Regions from separate parts of the Sus scrofa genome. Here region 1 is linked to region 2. A link is a contact called in public promoter capture Hi-C data. All regions are on one chromosome and are shown on one strand. The core of a region is the stretch at or near the end of the contact, and the rest is flanking DNA. Distances in the headings are between cores, read along the strand shown. Region 1 holds the start of E2F7 (transcription factor E2F7). Region 2 holds the start of NAV3 (neuron navigator 3).

Evidence for each region. Promoter capture Hi-C pulls out the DNA fragments that hold promoters and counts their contacts.
Region 1: a promoter capture Hi-C map of liver shows a contact between it and region 2, with 7 times the contacts expected there. The contact joins the promoter of E2F7 here to the promoter of NAV3 in region 2. A contact is called at or near these places in 1 of 5 promoter capture datasets (liver) and 4 of 47 Hi-C or Micro-C datasets (embryonic fibroblasts, epiblast stem cells and fetal skeletal muscle).

Annotation. Positions count from the first base shown.
Region 1 is chr5:104,123,062-104,130,212 of Sscrofa11.1, forward strand. E2F7 (transcription factor E2F7) reads left to right here and starts at 3,863. Exons shown (of 13, transcript XM_003126756.4): 1 at 3,863-4,117; 2 at 4,826-4,918. The coding sequence starts at 4,826.
Region 2 is chr5:103,860,198-103,866,567 of Sscrofa11.1, forward strand. It overlaps NAV3 (neuron navigator 3), which reads right to left and starts at 3,025. Exons shown (of 39, transcript XM_021093080.1): 1 at 2,783-3,025.

The DNA.
Region 1 (7,151 bases), core at 2,613-5,112, 260 kb after region 2:
TTGCTTGCGGTCAGACAAGGATAAATCTTCTGCCTTCTCCGAACTTGCAGGCGGTCAGAGAAGCAAATGGGTCACGTTCCTGGACTCGGGAATGGCTAAAGACAACGGCCATCGTACACAGCAGCCCTCAGTTTAAGAAGAAGCATTAAACTGATCCACCAAAGAGACCTCAGTATTGCCAGGATGTGAAGCCAACGTCCCTCTGTGATCCATGTGGTGAAACACTACCTTCTAATTGCCTCCTATGACCACGCATTTGCAAACAGATGTTACACCGAGATGCCTGCGCTCCCAGCAGTGGAAGAAAAGGGAAATATCAGGCGAAGGTGATACATTCACCAGACAACTCGGACTCAGTGACATGAATTGTATTTTACCACAGTGTATTCTTTCTGCAGAGTGGGATCAATCTTGAGACTTGGAGCCCCAAAGGGTACAAGAGTATCTGCAAGTCTGAGAAGCTGTGGAGCAAGGCTTGTGCACAGAGGAAAGTCAGGCCTCATCTGGCTACCTTCTTCTGATCACAGCCCCCGCTGCTCATTCTTCTGTTGTATCTCTACCTACCCACCAGATTTCTCATTTACAACCTCAACCCCTTCTGAAAACCAGTGATGACATGGCCACAAAGCAGCAAGACCCAGCCATTGGAAACCTCCGCACCTCTTCCAGAGGGTGACACACCTTCCCCGTGCTTCCTGTTTTCATTGATGGGAACGGAGGATCCATCCCTGAGTCAGAAGCATCCAAAGGAGTCGAGGAATAACTATATAATTAACATGAGCCTAAGGACCAAGACACTAGGAATTGAAAAAACACTGAATACTCAAGTCCAAATCCAGATCGAGTAAACTAGAAATCTCTGAGTGTGCACTTCAAGTAGAGGTTTTTTTTTTTTTTCATCTCTCCAGATTAATTTTAAAGCATAGTCAGGGCTGAGAACCACGGTTTAGCACCATACAGAACCCTGGGGATTGTGGCCATATAGGAAATAGTGTACTCTTCCAAAGTCAGTGAACTTTCAGGCAGAGTTATTGAGGTAGAACTGTAAATACTTCAAATAGCGTGAGATGCGGTGCGGCAATTTTAAAATACGGCCCCAAACTCTTGGACACTCCTCCCACTGAGAAGTAGAGCCCATGTTCTTACGCCTTTAATATAAATTGATCTTTGGCTGTTTCATGTTTAAAAGTATCGCAGAACTGATGCTTAGTTCTGAGGCGACATTACGGAGGGCAATGCAATGTCCACCTTGTGGGCTGGAAGACTCATGCGGAGACCTGGGTCACCGTGTGAGTCTAGCCACCTTGAACCACCACGCTGTGACGAAAGGCAAGCCACACGGAGAAGCCACATCTTCGTGGTGCCCTGGCTGAGTTCCCAGCCACTATCAGCATCAACTGAATAACGGAGAGACTGACAGATTATTTACAAATTCTGGGAGCTGAAAACATCAATATAAGTAAGTGTGTTGGAATACTACCTGTGAATTTGCCCATCAAACATGCATTTTCCAGTTCTCCTCCAAACCTAAGATAACTCTTGCTTTAAGCAATCAGTGAAATTACAAGTGTCTGAAGCTACATATTGAGCTGTTGCTTGTTTCGAATAGATAGAGGCTACATTTTAATTGAAATAGATCAAATACTCTGAAAGTGCTAGGAAAAGGTCCATAACATAAAACTGCCTAACTTCAAAGAACCAATACTATTTTCAAAAATCAGAGAAATGAACGGATTTACCATTTGGAATGTTGATCCAGAAGGCAGAAGGGGGGTCCCCCAAAAAGGCATACCCAGGTCCTAATCCCTGGAAACAGTAAACGTCACCTAATCTGGAAAAGGGTCTTTGCAGATGTAATTAAGGCTCTTAAGATGAGTCATCCTAGATTATACACATGGGACCTAAATCCAATGACAAGTATCCTTATAAGAGGCGGGCGCGGGAGGGCAGAAGAGGAGAAGGCCACGTAACTGCCCAGGCAGAGATCCGAGTGAGACAGCCATGCAGACATCAAGGATTGCTTACGGCCGAGGCCAGCAACAGGTTCTTCTCCACAGCACCAGAGGAGGGTAGCCTTGCCAACATCTTGATTTCGGACTTCTGGCCTCCAGAGCCACGAGAGAATAAATCCCTGGCTTACCAACCCATTTGGGGTAATTAGTTATGATAGCCACAGGAAGTCGGCACAGATGGAACTAAAACCCCACACATTTCTTCATCTAATTTTCTGCTTCCACATAAGTGCAAACTAATAAATTGCAATTTTATTCTTTAAATATGTCTCCTTATACTTCTACCTACAAGACAGATTTCAGTTCTAAATATCATTTTATTACAAAAGTGTCAAATTTTTATTACTATTCTTATTTATCTTTATGGTTAATGTTTCCAACGTTTTTTAAAAAATCTTCTTAATGTATGACCTAGCGGTGATTTTTAGGCTGTATTTATGAGCAATCTAAATAGAGTAGAGACTGAAGCACTCGATTAAGTATTCCGAATTCTTTAGTATGTTTATGCACACACATATGTACAGACGTGTGTATATATTCATACTTATATCTACATACATACATTTGGAAGGTGAGGGGTGGAAAATAAAGCACTTGGTTCAGAAAGAATAATAAGAATGACATCCTTGCTCGAAAGCATACTGCTTGTAGGAAGATGTCTGCAGACATCGAGGAAGACTGGCACGTTCCGACAGCGGAAAATCCTGCAAAGCGACTCACCAGCGCTCCTCGCCACGGTCGGGGTCATCAAAGACGGGGAAGGCGTGGGGAACTGTCACAGCCAAGAGAAGCCTACGAAAATATGGAGACTAAATATTACGCTGTATCTTGAAGAAGGGAAAAGGACCCTGAGTAAAGAGTCCGGAGAGTTGAATAAGATGATGACTTCAGTCAAGAATAATATGGCGCTATTGGTTCACTCACTTTAACAAATGTGCCACACAGATGCAGAGACCTTAACAGGTGGCACCGGGTCCGGATACATGGGAACTCTGTACTATCCTCTCCGTTTTTCTGTTCTTGGTATGTCTATTAAAACACACACACCCAGAGGGCTGCCTCTATCAACATTCACGTTTAAAGTGAATAAGGTTGAGGGAAGTGAAACACTTAATACAAATCAGCAACGTTGAGGAAATTTTCTCGACTGTTTCCCAGAATGCTAGTCCATTGCAGAAAGTTACTTAAGAAGGCTAGTTACTGGAGATGTTCTGAAAAGGGACCACCACCAAGCAGCATTTCTGGGTTTGCAAAGAAAAAACCCAGCTGGTTCTGCTGGCAGCCGAACTTCCAGGACTAACTGGCGAGCCATCTGCTCGCCGCAGAGAGTGGTAACCATGGTTCACGTGTCGCATCGGCTTTCGCGTTAGGAAGTTTGCCCCAACAAGCCTGGACAATTTCGCTTCCGCGCGCAGGTTGCGGGGGGAGGAAGGGGTGGCGGCGGCAGCATCCAGAGGGTGTATATCGTTTTCCAAACCCCATCTGCTCTCCCCTCCCCGGGCTGTGCCCGCGGTCTCCCCGCGCGGCAAGCCGAGGGCACGAGAGCGGGTCTTTTGCGCGTAACAAAAGAGCCCTCCTTCCCGGCACCTCCTCCCGCCGCCCCCACCTTGGCTTCCCGCGGCCGCGGGGCCCGCGTCCCCGGCAGGAATTGGCTCCCGGGCGCGAGGTTTCCAGGTACCCGGAAGGGGGAGGGGGCCGAGGCGGCAACAATTGGGCGGGTGAAGGCGAAACGCGCGCCCAGGAGCGCCAAGATTCCGAGGGGCGGAGAGCCCGGGCCGTGCAGCCGCGCGATTGGCCGGGGCCGCTCCGCCGGCCGCCGCTGATTGGTGGGTTCTCAAATTCGGTCTCAAGGCGCCAGAGGAGGTGTTTTAGCGGGGACCGCGGTCCGAGGCCGGAGTCGCGCTCGGCGGGTCGGAGCGCTGGCGCGGCCGAGACGCCGCGGGGTCCCCGCCTGCGCGAGGCACTCGGAGCGGGGAGCTGCGCGCCTCGCTTTCCCCGCCCGATGCCGCCGATCGGCTGCTGATCTCCTCGCGCAGCTGACCCCGCGCCGCCGCGGGGTGGTGGAGGTCTCGGGAGACGCAGGAAGCCAACCTCGCCGAGGGGGAGTGAGTAGCGTGCGGCCCTGGCGCTGGCGGGGAGGCGGGAATCGGGGAGGGGGGGGGAAGGGACCCTCCCGCCCCGTCCGCCAGCCTGCCACCTCTCCCCTCCGGGGCTGGCGGGGAATCGAGGCGTTCCTGCCGCCGGGCCGGGCACGCGTGCGGTGTCTTGGCTCCAGCCTTCCTTACGGCCGGCCTTTTAAGGTACTTGCCCTTCCTCCCGATCTGGGGGTTCATTGGAAGAGTTCATCCTTGGGGTCTGTGCAGAGGCCTGCGACGGGGCCGCGCTCAGCGCTGAGTGGGTTTGGTCGAGCGATCAGGTTTCCTTCCCTCTGATTCAAAAGCCCCTCAAAGCCGAATTCCTCCCAGTTCTTTGCGCCAAAATTAACTGACCTAGGAGACCCTGTACTTTGTGACAGATTTGCCCTACACCGTCTTGAATTGCAACTTGATTTTGTCCTGCTGCTTTTTACAAAAATGACTCTTTTCGTCGGGGTTTTTTCCTTCCCAAGTTTTCGGAAATTACTAAGCACTCTTTAAAGTGCTTGTGTTCCTACATGTGCTTTTGAGAGAGGTGGGGTGTCTATGACCCTGGAAATTCCCAGGATGGGTTTAGGGAGGGGACGTTCCTGTTCATGAGCAAGTAATAGATATTTCTGTTGAAAGAGAAAATATCCCGTTGTAAAGCCATTTTTCTAATGTAATCGTGCGTTACAGATGGAGGTAAATTGCTTAACACTAAAAGACCTGATCAGCCCCAGGCAGCCCAGACGAGATTTTGCGATTGAAGACGGGGAAAATGCGCAAAAGGTAAGTGAACGGGAGTCCTTTAAACTCGGTCTTGCTTATGATGGCGATGTCTAATTCAGCTGAGGATTCCAGCATGCCGCTTGTATTTGTCTTAGAAGCATACTAGCTGATTTGGGTGACCCTTACAGAACTGTGCTTTTTCTTTTAAAAGGACGAGGCCTCCAACGGTCAGTGTTGAATGTCAGGCGTTGTGCGGTAGAAAGAGACTAGGTTAGATGCAATGTTGAAATCAATTCATATGAATCAAAGATATGAGGTACTAAGGTCTGTCGTACTTGCAGTTGCGAAGGAAGAGTTAGCTGTTCCTGGGCAGGAATGCTAAGCCTCAGTTTACAGGCAAATCGACTTTTGTACCATAGATGCTAGATTACTAAGTGCCCTGAAATGTTCTTCACGTGGCTGAACCAGCTCCTAGAGGCTTTTCCTTTCTCCCAGCATCGTAACCTGTGCCTCCCATAGAGGGAGAAAAAGTGACTGGCGCTCCCCAGCATACTCGGAGTATTTTACAGAGCCCGGCTGGTTTTGCACAGAGCCCTCCGTGTGGTTTTACTTGCGATTTCTAAGAAGGTGGTGGTGTCCACCAGAAGCATTAGGACGTAAACTTGCCGTAGCAATATCTACACTGGACCCACGTCAGCACAATGTGCTCACCGACCAGTGCCCTCCTAAAAAGGTGTAATAATTTATTAGCAGCGAACATTTAAGCATCTCTCAGCAAAGGCAGATAGATATAATGAAACTGGATTTGGAATCTTTGACGACCAATCTGAGCTTAGCAGCTTCCTTGGGCACTGAACTTCTGGAGGTTCCTGGACTTGACTTAACATCCTCAGTGAAACTGCCTGGTTACAGAGCACCTGTTACAGGGGCCTTTGAAGAATACTTGACAGCCATTAATTCTGGGTAGGTGTGAAATTGTATGCTTTTTCACGTAGGTTTTTTTTTCCCCTCGCATTCAATTTATTTTTCTTAGGAAAAGTAGTATACCAAAACATTATTGTTTTAAAGACGACTTTTTAAAAAATTCCCTCTGCTACAGGAGGGTGGCAGTGCTCAGACTTTAATGTTTATATCCAAAGTCTTCATTTGGGGTGTTTCAGAGTGAAACTTTTTGTTTGCCTTTATAATCTGGATGGAACAGCCTTGAAAGAATGTGGATACTCTTATGAAAAGCCAGAGTCAGCGTCCCCCTCTCTCCCTCTGTGTCAGAGTTTTTGCCTAGTACCTTCCAGAAGGGGACTCTTCCTACTCTAGTGTGCTCAGTGCCTCTGTGCCCAGGTGAGCGTTTGTGTTTTAGTGGGTGTGGAGAACCTCAAAGGACGTCATAGAGATCTGGGAAGGTGGCTTACATGTGTGAAGTAAGTGTGCCTGAGCAGGGGTTATTTCACCTGTCAAAGAGGAGGCCCTTGAAGAGAACGGCGTGTTCCTTGAGATACCAGGTCGGGCTTCTGTCGGTCTTTTTCCGCTGCTGTGGCGTAAAGGCAGGAAAGACTTCTGGGGATAGGGTGTAGTGGGATTTGGAGCCAGAGATCTGGGTTTGATTCCTGCACTACCATTTATTAGCTCTGTAACCGGAGATAAATGTATTCATTCAGTCTTTCAACACCATATGTATGTTCCTGGTGCTGGGCATACAGTGGTTTAATAAGTCTCCTATCCTCTCTAAGCCTATTTTTTCTTTCATAAGTTGGAATTAATAAACAGCCCCTATCTTTGGGTGTCTGTACAGCACCCAGAACACATGCCATTCACACCTTACTCAGCTGAATGGACAGACCAAAGATGAATAGAATGCAGGCCCAGGCTGGCAGCTGGTTACCCAAGAGACTTTCAGAGCCTTAGATGAGCTGCTGTTCATACCATCACATTGAAGAAGAAGAAGAAAGAAGTAGGGAGAGAACCAAGAGAAAGGGCGCTAGTGCAGAAGAACTGAGAGTTTTAAAGAACACAGAATGATCAGGAGTCTTGGCCGCCCGGATGAGGTCAGGTGGGATATTTTGCCGTTGACGGGTCCAGCAAGAGGTGATCTAAGTGAGAGCGGGGATCAGAGCCGACGGTGGTTTGAGGAACCCCTGGGAGTTAAGAGGGCCGAGCGCTCAGTGTGGCAAGTGTGTCCCTAAGGGAAGGCGCTAGAAGCTTCCAGTACCTTGAAGAAGATGCTTCTGAAATGTCTTTGCAATAAGCCTTAAACAGTAGGTCGGGTTTCAGCGGGCAAGGCGGAGCCCATGGCTTT
Region 2 (6,370 bases), core at 1,775-4,274:
TGTCCAGACTTCAGCCTGCCACGTCGGGTCACCATGGGTGACAAGGGCGAGTCACTGGGAGCCCTCCAGACACCTTGAGAGATGTCTTATACCAATGCCAGAATCAAGAAAGCATATTCTTGGCAATTAGCAGTGCTCAGCAAAACAGCTGTTGAAATACCACATCAAAAGCATCTGTTAATCCCTCTGCATGAAAAAGGGGGAGCCGAGGCAAGTAAACTTGAGGGCGTTTTCCTCTTTACATAAATAGACAGTTCACATTGCCAACCTTTCATTAAAGGATCCACATACAGACGCAATCACAAGGGGAGAAAACAGTTCCAGGATCAATGTATACGAATAAGAAAGTAATTTATGTCTTGTCACTAATCTACCTTTTAACCTCAAATCACACAGGCCTTCATCAGGCCCTGCTTTATGGTGAACCTTTTACACACACACAAAGGAGTAGTCACACCAAAACATGAAATGTGCAGGAAGGCATGACATCTCTTAAACCAACAACAAGAAAAACAAACACTTTACTGCATCTACAATTAACTGTGCATTCAAGTTCCATGCAGCCTGCCAGGACTATCCTATAAATGTATCTCAAGCAACCTACCCAGCCACCCAACCAAAGAACACCAAAAACCCAAAGTCAGATGCAACCAATAATGTAAGACCACCACCGCTATCACTAGGTGACAAAAACATGAGAGGAAAAGCATGCTTTTGGGGTTTCACTGGCACGCGGATTTAAGTCTTTTGTAAATAATCATTTGAACTGGATAAACATGACCTCAGGTACGAAAAGCATTAGGTGCAGAATTAAGAAGAGGAAAACACAGTTAAAACCCACAGCTTCTCAACTGACTAAAAACAAAGACGGGGGGTCGGCATGGCAATATCTATCTTTTATTGGTTTGGATATAGTTTCCATCATCTTAGCAGTTTCTCTTCTTCCTGATCCATTCTCTGCTCCCAGATCCTTTATTCTATATTAACAGTTGAATTTAAAAACAAATGTGCAGACAAAGGAAAGAAGGCAAGGGGAGCTCTCTAAAACTAAGACCTCTTTCTAGAGGAACTGTGTACGCCGCTGAAACAAAGTGAAGGAAAAATCATTGATTAGTATTGTTTTCAACCATGAAATAGTCTGACCTCAGGAAAACTTTAGAGCAACTAGATCTGTTGAGAAAGAAAAGAAATCTATATAAATCCTATTTCTGGTTAAACAAGTCCTTTTTTCCCTTTGTTTTCACATGTCACAGACATCTTAAGTTTCAAAGAAAAAGAAAACCATCGTGAAAAAGCGCCTCCACATAAACAAGGCTGAATGGGTTCTATAATATAGGCTCCGTTTTTCCCTAAGTTTTCACTTACTCCTATCCACTATGGTTACACACATGCTAAGAACCAAAAGCCGTCTGGATTTATTTTATTTTCATGTCTTCAGTATTCAAGTCAGAATCTAGTTATGCTTTTGACACTAGAGTTTCAAAAGATGCCTCTTCTATTCTTTGGCAGGTCTGAATACCCTGGCCCCCCACTTGGTTTTCTTAGCCAGCCCTGACTTAGGGAAGCAAGCCTCTAAACCTTAGTTATGAAATACTCACTCCAGTGACCAAGGATAAAACTGAATGAGGTTAGAAGAGGAGATAATTAAGGTAATAGAAGTTGCATGGTCCTCATACACTGGAAGAAAAAAAAAAAAAAAAACACAACTGTCTCCCAAGTCTCCTAAAATTAAATATCAAAGAAGGGAAAGGGTCTATCAATAATTTAAGAGAGAAGTTTCTCTAGAATAAGGCCGAATTTTTTTACAGATGGGTTTCTTTATAACCATGGCTTATGTGGATTTAAAACACATGGAGCCCTTACAATACGTGTCATACAGGGAGCAAGGAAGCGAGCTCTGATTTTTGACATCCAGACGCCCGGCTCAGAATGCATTTCTGCAAAATCAGGGGAGATCAATAGACTCAGGACACAAACATGTTGATGGATGACGACGAGTCTGAAAACGACCAGGTTGAGGTGGCCACGCCGCAGGCTTCACTGCTCTTCCCATGCTCCTAGAATGCAAGGTTGCAAAACGATTCCCCTTTCTTTTATCTCAAGAGGGAAGGGGGTAAAAAGGAAATGAGGAAAAAAAAAAAAAAGAGGTAAGGGAGGGAACAGAATGGAGCCAGTGAAAGGAAAGGAAGAAAGAAATGAGAGAGCGAGCCGGAGAGGGGCGGGGGAGTAGGAAGGAAAGCGATGATGTCTGGACGCTCGCCAGCCACCCAGCCGAGCGCTCCATCACCCCCAAGCCTGCGTCCCTCGCTCGCTCGCTCGTCTGGAGACGTGGGGCTCCCCGTTTCCGCCGCCCTGGTGCTGACAGCCCTCCCCGCGGTCCCAGGCGGGTGCAGGCAGAGCCGAGATGCCCCAAGTAGCCGACCAGAGCCCGGCCACACGAGCCCGCCACTCCCTGGACCGCGCTCGCCACCCGCCCCCGCCCGACCAACCCCCCGCGCCCCCATCACCGGTCGCAGCGAAAAAGCCGACGAGAGCGCAGAGGTGGGACCAGCAGGAGGAGGACGGGGGGCGACCTCGCGTAGATCTACATACATGCACACGTTTTTTAAATAAGGTGGTCGCGGTCGTGGGAGAGCAGCAGGGAGGAGACCCGCGGCAGGCACCTGGGAGGGAACACGCTGGTGCAAACGCCCGGGCAGCGCTGGGCTGGGCGATTCCCACAAAAGCAAGTTTCGAGGAGGCGCCGCGATTTGCAATGGAAGCGAGCGCGACCCCGCGTTACCTGGCTGGGGTCCGGCCGCGGGCCGCGGAAATCCTCAGGTTTGCGAGACGGAGCCCCTCGGTCAGGTTCCTGCGGAAACCGCCTTAGGGGGCGGCGGGGGGGCAGCCGCCAGCCAGGCACATGCTCGTCACCCCCGAAGGAGGCGGCCGGGACCGCCGAGCGCGGGCGCGGGACCGGGCGCGGCGCCTCTCCCGGCCGGGCGCGTCTTTCTTCCCTCCTCGGCCGGGCCGCGCCTCCCCGCCCCGCGCCGCCGCCGCCGCCGCCGCCGAGCAGCCCGCGGGCCGAGCAGCCTGCGCGGCGCGCAGCCGGGAGCGGGAGCGCGAGCGAGCCCGCCGCCGCCTGCGGCCGGGCGGCGGGTGGCGCTGTTTCCCAGCCGCGCAGCTGGAATTTAAAGGGACAGGCGCCTCGCGGGCGCGGGGTCTGCGCCCCCGCGAAGGGCACGCGGGACTCCCGCCGCGTCCGCCCGCGCAGGGGGGCCCCAGGCGGCCCTGCGGCGAAGTTTCCTGCGGGGATGGCGGGGGAGCGCCCGAGACCCGCCTCGCCGCCTCTCCCGAATGCAGAGCACAGGCTGCAAGGAGAGAGCAGGAAGGATTTTTGTTTCTCTCCCTTGGAGGCCAGGGGGGAAATGATTTGTATGCTCAACAAGTCCTGCACCTATTTTCAGCCGCGCTCGTTTCCGTCCCTGGGCACCGACTTTTTTCACCGAAAGCACAGGGAGACAAATGGGGTGGGTGGGGACGGTCATTCCTTGTTTTATGTCAGAATCCAAGCAGAAACTCGTGGGTTTGGAGGAAAGGTGGTGGCGGGAAAATACAGCTGTCAAACATCTTGGGAAGAAAAAAAAATTCCCCTCTTCCTTTCTCAGTCCACGAAGCATCTCCTTTTCCCTTCTGGAGAACGGGCTTGAAGGTATATCCCACCTCTAGTCCAGCCTCATCCGACAGCTCACCTTCCCGCAGGCACCTTTTCTCTACAGCCATAAATGCAAGTCTGCTTCTGTTGCTGAGAATGAGCAAGAATCCAGTGGAAAGAAGCATCTAGTCTGGCTGGCCCTTTTCATGCCCTATCGGAAAACCAGTTTCAGTGGGCAGTTCTCTCACTGCTGTTGCAAATAAGGCTCAGATTTTTGCTGTTCCCAACATACAGCCCAGACAGAATGTTAATAAATTCACGTGGCTTAATGCCACCATGTATGTATTTGGAGTACCAGAGAAATTGTGTCCAGTCTATTTATTTTGTTGGTCTAAGCATCAGCTTTCACTGCTGTATATGCTAAGCAGCTTCCGTGGTACCAGTTCAACCCAGATTCTCCAGAGGTGGCAGGGAGGATAAAGAGGCTCTCTCTGTGGTCTTACGTAGATGCAATCAAACTGACTCCACAGTCACTCTTGGGAAGAGTAGCAGATGCTCCATAGATGGGAATGGCACTCTCTTGGGTTGGTAGAATGTATTCTCAGAAGGAATGAATCTACTATGTCTAGATTATCCTACTCTAGGAGCCGAGTATTATTTCTCTACCATAGAATTTACATATTTTATGAGCCCAGCACAAAGCAAGGTGCTACATTCTAACTCAAGTGTCTTAAATGCCTTCCTGTATCACCCCATGGACTTACCTCCAGTACTGACACCTGTTCCATGTACCTTTCTTGCTTGTCTTTTACCTTGCTTCCAGAGGAAGCCTTCAAAAATAATAGTCTTATCTACAGTCCTCCTGTAGTTGGCCCATACCCTTCAGGAAAATAGCCAGATTTCTCCTTATGGTATAGAGCAGGGTTTTTCAGCCTTTATCATGCATGAGAATCACCTGGAGGGCTTAGTAAAGATTTCTAGGCCCTGTATCCCCGTTCGCCTTTTCCCCTTAGATGGTCTGCGTGGAGCAGGATAATCTGTAGTCCTATCAAGACCCCAGCTGATGCCGATGCTGTTGGCCTGGGACCCGCCCTTGGACGACCGCAGGCAGAGAGCATTTACGATCTACCGCCTACCTACGCCTCCTTTATCCCTCACACCTGCCCCACAGCTGCTGAGCAAGTCAGGCTCATTACCTGATGCCATCCATGCCTTCCCAAACTGCACCCACGCACCCCCACCTGTCCCACGCTGTTTCTCTGCCAGGAATTCCCTCTCCCCTGCCTTTCCCCACGTCCCCCACCATGATGCCTGGTAACGCTCACCCAACCTCCAAAACTAAACCCCTTGAGGATACCTCTCCAAACACTCCTGGGACCCGTATCTGAGTCTGGTGCCAGTCCCATGCAGTCGCCGTACCTGCTTTTCACCCTTCGGTATGACAACTGTGTTCCCCTGTCTGCTTCGGCCCTAGACTGGGCGTGCTAAGCACAGGGAGGATAGGTCCTTTAGCCCTGTATCCCCAAGTACCTGGAACACTGGCTGCGGTATTTTGGCTCAGTAAATAAATGAACCAGAGGGCGGGTAGAGAGAGGGAGAGGAGGAGGACAGCAGTGCTGATTGTGACGACAATCACAGACAGAGGACAGAGCGACACAGGAAATTAGGAATCACACTAGAAAGGACAGGAAAACAGGAATTCATATTTCTGAACACCTAGCATGTATCAGTGACTGGGTTAAATGCTTCCCACGTCTGCTCTAGACAATGTTTACGTCCCCCAAATTCGTCCGTTGAAATCGAATCCCCAGTGTGATGGTCTTTGAAGGTCTTCGGAGGGGATTAGGTTCCCTCCTCCAAGTGAGGGCACAGTGAGGAGATGGGCACCTATGACCTAGGAAGCATGTCCAGGAGTTCCCTGGTGGCTCTCTGCTCTGGCTCATGTTCGATCCCTGGCCCGGGAACTTCTGCATGCCATGGCTGTGGCCAAAAGAGAAAAAGGAGGCTTATCCTCACCAGACACCGAATCTGCTGGCTACTTGATCTTGGACTGCCCAGCCTCCAGAATTGTGAGAAATAAATGTTTGTTGTTGAAGCCACTCAGTCCCTGGTTTTCTTGTTACAGCAGCTGGAAAGGTTTAAGACAATCTATATTACCTCATCTGTTTCTTATCAACCCTGCAAGATATATATGACCCCATGTATAAGAAATCTCAAGTATGAAAAAGTTCAGCAGCTTGTTAATATCACACAGCTATTTGGTCCTTGTCATGATGCAAAGGGAGGGAGCTTACGTTTTACTATAAGCACCACAAAGACAGTTTTGCATAAATGTGTCTGCTGTGTATCTCGTTCTTGTTCATAAGTTTTTGTTACTTTGATAAATGTCACTCGCCCTCTCACTCCCTCCAGAAGTGACTCTGTCTCACAGGCAAGGGCAGGGACCTCTAAGTCTTCACTGATGCTTCTCTGACTCAGCAGTCCACTGCAGTGAGGGGCTTCTCTGGCTGCTGAGCGCCATTCTGTGTGGTCTTGCTCTAGCTGTGTATTGTGTTCTGAACGTTATATAAATTTGTTAGCAACCAACCAAGCCAGACAGGTAGACCTCTGTCAGCGGGACAGGCCAGAGTTCTTTATTTGTCTGTATTTCCACTGCACTGCATTCTACCATAGTGGAGGTAAATATTAAATAGCAAGAAAATACATGAGGAAATCAAAAGAGCAGTAAATTTAGTC